Linked DNA regions of Macaca mulatta: region 2 is linked to region 1. A link is a contact called in public Hi-C data. All regions are on one chromosome and are shown on one strand. Each heading gives the region's core, a stretch centred on a gene start, on an enhancer-like site or on the middle of the called end of the contact. The rest is flanking DNA. Distances are from core to core; before and after follow the strand shown. Region 1 holds the start of TINF2 (TERF1 interacting nuclear factor 2). Region 2 holds the start of DHRS1 (dehydrogenase/reductase 1).

Region 1 (2,721 bases), core at 208-2,707:
AAGGAATAAATAAAGGAAAAAAGGAAGATAACTACAATTTCACACATATCCAATTTGGGGTACTTTGGGACTGGGTGTTTCTTAGGCAGTCGAATGGGCGGATCAGCTGAGACTCATCTGGGGCGGAGACAAGGATGTGTGAATCATTATCTCTGGGAATGGAAGACATGGGCTAAAGACGGAGCAGTTTCACTAAATCCTTGTAAAGTGGTCAAGGCAGGCAACTAATCCAGCCAACAACTAAGGAGTGTAAGCTGTGCGTTAGGTTCTGTGCTTGCTGATGGAAATGAGAGGCACCGGGAAGGATGACAAAGAGACAGTCAAGGAGAGCAGTCAATTACATTAAGGGGCTGACAAGTTCAGTGCACAACAGAATCCTAAAACAAGAAACCATTTAATGTGTGTGTGTGTGTGAGAGACCCCATCTCACTCTATCACTTAGGCTGGAGTGCAGTCACTGAAGTCTCAACCTTCCTGGCTCAAACAATCCTCCCACCTCAGCCCCCTGAGTAGCTGGGACTACAGACATGCCACTACACCCGGCTAGTTTTTTTTTATTTTCAGTAGAGATAGAGTCTCACCATGTGACCCAGTCTGGTCTGGAACTCCTGGGCTCAAGCGGATCGATCCTCCCGTCTCGACCTCCCAAAGTGTTGGGATTACAGGTGTGAGTCACCGTGCCCCGCCCCCACAGCCTGTATTCTATTTCTTCTTCTTCCTTTTTTTTTTTTTTTTTTGAGAGGGATTGTCCCTCTGTCCCCCAGGCTGTAATGCAGGGGCAAGATCGCGGCTCACTGCCACCTCCAGTCTCCTGGCCTCGGCCTCCCGAGTAGCTGGGATTTACAGGGGCCTGCCACCACGCCTGGCTAATTTTTGTATTTTTAGCAGAGACGGGGTTTCATTCACCATGTCGCCCAGGCTGGTCTGGAGCTCCTGGGCTCAAGTGACCCTCTTGCCTCGGCCTCTCAAAGCGCTGGGATTAGACACAAGCCACCACGCCCGGCCTGTATTTTACTTTTTAAGGGCGGGAGCCCTCTTCCGTTTTATAAAAGGAACAGTCGAATTCCTACTGGAAGCGACGTGCGCAGGGAAAGGCTTTGTAGACGCCGGCTCGGGTCTGGGATTTAAGGAACTGAATTTCGACGGGTGAAGACAGTGGGAAGAGGCGGTGGCACGATCCTCGTTTCACAGACTAGGAAGTCGAGCCTCAGGGGAGTGACGGGGCTTCTCCGCAGAAGAAATCGAGGCTAGGAGGACCCAGACGAGCGGCCACAACAGCCTCAGCGGCCAATTCAAGTCAGCCGGCAGAGGGCGCAGGGCGCAGCGAGCAGGCAGCGCCAGATCCGCTGGGGCGTGGCCTTCTGACGCACCGTCACAGTTCCCTCTGTGGCCACCCATTGGCTCCCTCTTACCGCCCTTTTCCGGGGCAAGGGAAGCTAGTAGCGGAGCCGGAAGTGAGGCACCCTCGGGCTCGAGACAGAGGCGGCGTTTAAAGCTGAGCGACCCAGTACCACTGGGACGGCCAGCTTTTCCACTCAGGCTCCTCCAGCCTGAGCCAGAAGACCCCCTCCCCCAGAATTCTGGGGGCCTATGGAAGGGAGCCGAGTCGGATCGCGAGGTACCCAGAGCCTACAAACCCGAGCCACAGAGTGTTGCCAGAAGCCCCGCCCCTAGGAGTGATCGGAAAGCCTCACCCATCCGGGTGAGGAACCTGGAGGGACCGCCTCAGGGCGGAGCCCGCCGACCATGGCTACGCCCCCGGGGGCCGGTCCTGCAGCTCTACGCTTCGCCGCCGCAGCTAGCTGGCAGGTTGTGCGCGGACGCTGTGTGGAACATTTTCCCCGAGTACTGGAGTTTCTGCGATCTCTGCGCGCTGTTGCCCCTGGCTTGGTTCGCTACCGGCACCACGAACGCCTTTGTATGGGCCTAAAGGCCAAGGTATTGGAGCAAGTAGGACCTGGAAGGGGAAAGAAAGGGGCGGGATGCGAGCACCTGACAAGGGCCCACAGCTTGGGGATGAGACTAGTTGGAAAAGGTCAGCTTGCCCCGAAGTGGGGATTCTGAATTCAGTACCATACAGGTGGTGGTGGAGCTGATCCTGCAGGGCCGGCCTTGGGCCCAAGTCCTGAAAACCCTGAATCACCACTTTCCAGAATCTGGACCTATAGTGCGGGATCCCAAGGCTGTGAGTAATCCCCGGAACAAGCCCTGACCCCAGTTCAACTTGGTGCAGCAAAGTTGCTCCTCCTGTCTACTGGATGTTGGTGCTAACTTCTCTGTCTTCTATATCCTCAACAGACAAAGCAGGATCTGAGGAAGATTTTGGAGGCACAGGAGACTTTTTACCAACAGGTGAAGCAGCTGTCAGAGGCTCCTGTGGATTTGGCCTCGAAGCTGCAGGTGAGACTGGTTTGAAGGCTATTATGTGACTATTTTCTCTAACCCACCTTTTTTTTTTTTTTTTTTTGAGAGGGAGTCTTGCTTTGTTGCCCAGGCTGGAGTGCAGTGGCACAATCTCAGCTCCCTGCAACCTCTGCCTCCCAGGTTCAAGCGGTTCTCCTGCTTCAGCCTTCTGAATAACTGGTATTATAGATGCCCAGCTAATTTTTGTATTTTAGTAGAGATGGGGTTTCACCATGTTGGCCAGGCTGGTCTCGAACTCCTGACCTCAAGTGATCCTCCCACCTCGGCCTCCCAAAGTGCCAGGATTACAGGCGTGAG
Region 2 (2,755 bases), core at 95-2,594, 57 kb before region 1:
ACAATATGGTTATGTACCCTTACTTAACCAAGGGTCGTGGGTGGGAGGCCGAGGAAGAGGACATGGGAATGAAACTAAGTCCCCACGCCCTGCCGACCCCAGAAAGTTTCCTTGCCTGCCCTGGATTTGATGCTCTTGGTCTAAACCCCGAAGTTGCTGCCTACCTCGTTCTTCCCCAGTCTCGGGAGCCTCTTTCAATGCTGACAGCGCCCGGCGGAAATATCCCAGAGCTTCGGGGCTCAGGTGCGGGTGCGAATCTGGAGGCGGCTCCGAGCGCCTATCCGGAGGCGGCCAGGGTTGCCGCTTACTGCGGGGTAAGGGGCGCCCCGACCCCTTGGCCCCGCGTCCCCGTTTGCCACCAGCTGGGAACCGGCGCCCCACCTTGTGTGGAGAGCGCGGACCCAGCCCCATGTGTGTTTCGGAACCTCTCCGGCTGCAAAAGTTTCCTTAGCTGTGGACGAACCTTCAACGTCGCCAAGCGTGTGCCCGGCCCAAACCAAGTTCAGAAACGCGGGCGCGCTCCTGACGCAGCTATTACGTCATAGTTACGCGCGGCCCCAGCCGGGTGGGGTGGGTGTTTCCCCCAGATCGCTCCGCCCCATCCTCAGGTTCTAACTTTGGCCCAGGACTCCGCCCCTCGACCCCAGCACAAAATCGCCCCGGGTCCTACTGTAGAATCAGTCCTTGAACACTTCCTCCACGTCGCCAGCTCAATCTGGGTCAGAACCCAGACTTCCACCGCAGCCCCGCAATTTGCCCCAGTAGTAGTCACTTCGTTCCGCCCCTGCGGCCGGAATTAAAGTTCTCGAACTACACGTGTATGGCGAGCTAGTCGGCGCGAGGACCTCAGCGGCAGCGCAGCTGGCAGGTAAGCGGCACACGCGCCTCACATTTAGGGCTTAGGATCTCCAGGCTTCGCGCTCATCCGGCCCGGAAGCTGCGCCTCTGGCTCAGCCGGACTGGGTCAGGCCAGGGAGCGGAGCCCCAGATAGCCCAGGACTCTGCTTGGACGCGCCCCGAGGGGCTGCCGCGCCAGATTCCCCCATCCAGGCAGCCACACTCAGAGGGTCGTAGTAGTTGTCCACCTCTGGACAGCCCCACTCAGCCCCTTCTTCACTCTCTGGGCCTCCCAAAAGACAGTCAGCCTTGTCCTCAGGCCCACACCCAGTTGTCCGCCTCTGACACCCTTACCCTTAGGCCCGCACCCAGTTGTCCGCCTCTGACTCCTCTCCCCTCAAAGGATTCTTACCTTGGCTCCTCCTCTTAGCCCTAGTGAGGCTCCCCCCTCCCCCCGACCCCCGCCCCAACACACACACAGTCTCCAGGCTTCCCTCAGAGCAAGTCTTTGCTTCCACAGACCTTCCTCCTTTGCCTGTGAGTCATGGCAGCTCCCATGAAGGGCAAAGTGTGTGTGGTGACTGGTGCCTCCAGGGGTATTGGCCGTGGCATTGCCTTGCAGCTCTGCAAAGCAGGTGCCACAGTTTACATCACTGGCCGCCATCTAGACACCCTTCGCGTTGCTGCTCAGGAGGTGAGTGCTTCCTCTGGGACCACAGTTGCAGAAACCACCCAAGAGAGCCTTCCACTTAACCGCTCCCTTTCCTAATCTCTTACCTGAAACTATACTACTACTCAACAAGATGTGAATATTTATTCAAAGTGGAAATTTAAAACCCCGTAAATAATTTCAGGTAAGGTAGAATTTTGCCGCCCAGTGAGTTTTATGAAAAAACTTTGTTTGAGCCAGGCATGGTGGCATGTGCCTATAGTCCCAGCAGCTACTCTGGAGGCTGAGGCAGGAGGATCGCTTGAGCCTAGGAGTTGAGCCATGATCATGCCACTGCACTCCAGTCTAGACGACAGAGGGAGACACTGTCTTAAAAAAAAAAAAAAAAAAAAAAGAAAAAAGAAAAGAAAGAAAAAGAAAAGAACTTTGTGTTTGAGAGCAGAGATTTTGGAATTGTAACTAAAGGGTTGTGGACCTGTGTTTTCCTCTATTTTAGGCAAGACTTTATTGAACTGTACATTTTTTGCTTATTTACTAGACTTCAGTTAAATAAATATTTGAGTATCCATGATTTGCTAGGCATTGGGTAAAGCACGGAAGTTACCAAGACTAATGAGATCTAATTTCTCCTCTTCAAAGATTCAGTCCATGGTGGAGTACAGTGGCTCATGCCTGGCGTCCCAGCCCTTTGGGAGGCCAAGGCAGCAAGATCACTTACCTGCAATGTCCTTCAGAAAGGAGGAGGTCAGGTCTTGAAGGCGATTTAAAAAGGTTTCAGGGACTTCAAAATCAGCTGGCTTACATTCCCGAGCTGGGGCCTTCTGTGCTTCTGAAGGAAGATTAAGAACATGTGCAGCCTTTTGGAGACCAGTCTGGGCAACACAGCTAGACCCAGTCTCTACAAAAAATATTTTTTGAATAATTAGCTGGGCACAGTGGCCTGCACCTGTAGTACCACCTACTTGGGAGGCTGAGGCAGGAGGATCATTTGAGCCCAGGAGTTCGAGGTTGCAGTGAGCTATGATTGCACCACTGCACTCCAGCCTGGGTGACAGTGAGATCTTGTCTCTTAAAAAAAAATAAAAATTAAAAATGAAGATAGATTCCAACAGGAAATGAAGTACAGAAAGCAGTCATTTCAATGTAATGTGAATATGGTAAATTGTAAGAGGGAGATATGCACAGAATACTCTAGGGGTGTTGGGGAGCATCCAGATGACACAGGAGAGTGGCTAGGGAAAGTGGTTT

What was found. Hi-C and Micro-C count contacts between places; a contact is called where the count stands out from the background.
Region 2: a contact with region 1 is called in a Hi-C map of liver, with 5 times the contacts expected there. The contact joins the promoter of DHRS1 here to the promoter of TINF2 in region 1. A contact is called at or near these places in 3 of 14 Hi-C or Micro-C datasets (CD4 T cells, cortical neurons and liver).

What each region holds. Positions count from the first base shown.
Region 1 is chr7:97,360,275-97,362,995 of T2T-MMU8v2.0, reverse strand. TINF2 (TERF1 interacting nuclear factor 2) reads left to right here and starts at 1,457. Exons shown (of 8, transcript XM_077940789.1): 1 at 1,457-1,938; 2 at 2,299-2,400. The coding sequence starts at 1,747.
Region 2 is chr7:97,417,582-97,420,336 of T2T-MMU8v2.0, reverse strand. It overlaps DHRS1 (dehydrogenase/reductase 1), which reads left to right and starts at 1,344. Exons shown (of 8, transcript NM_001194609.2): 1 at 1,344-1,531. The coding sequence starts at 1,382. It overlaps NOP9 (NOP9 nucleolar protein), which reads right to left and starts at 481. Exons shown (of 10, transcript NM_001266256.1): 1 at 165-481. The coding sequence starts at 411.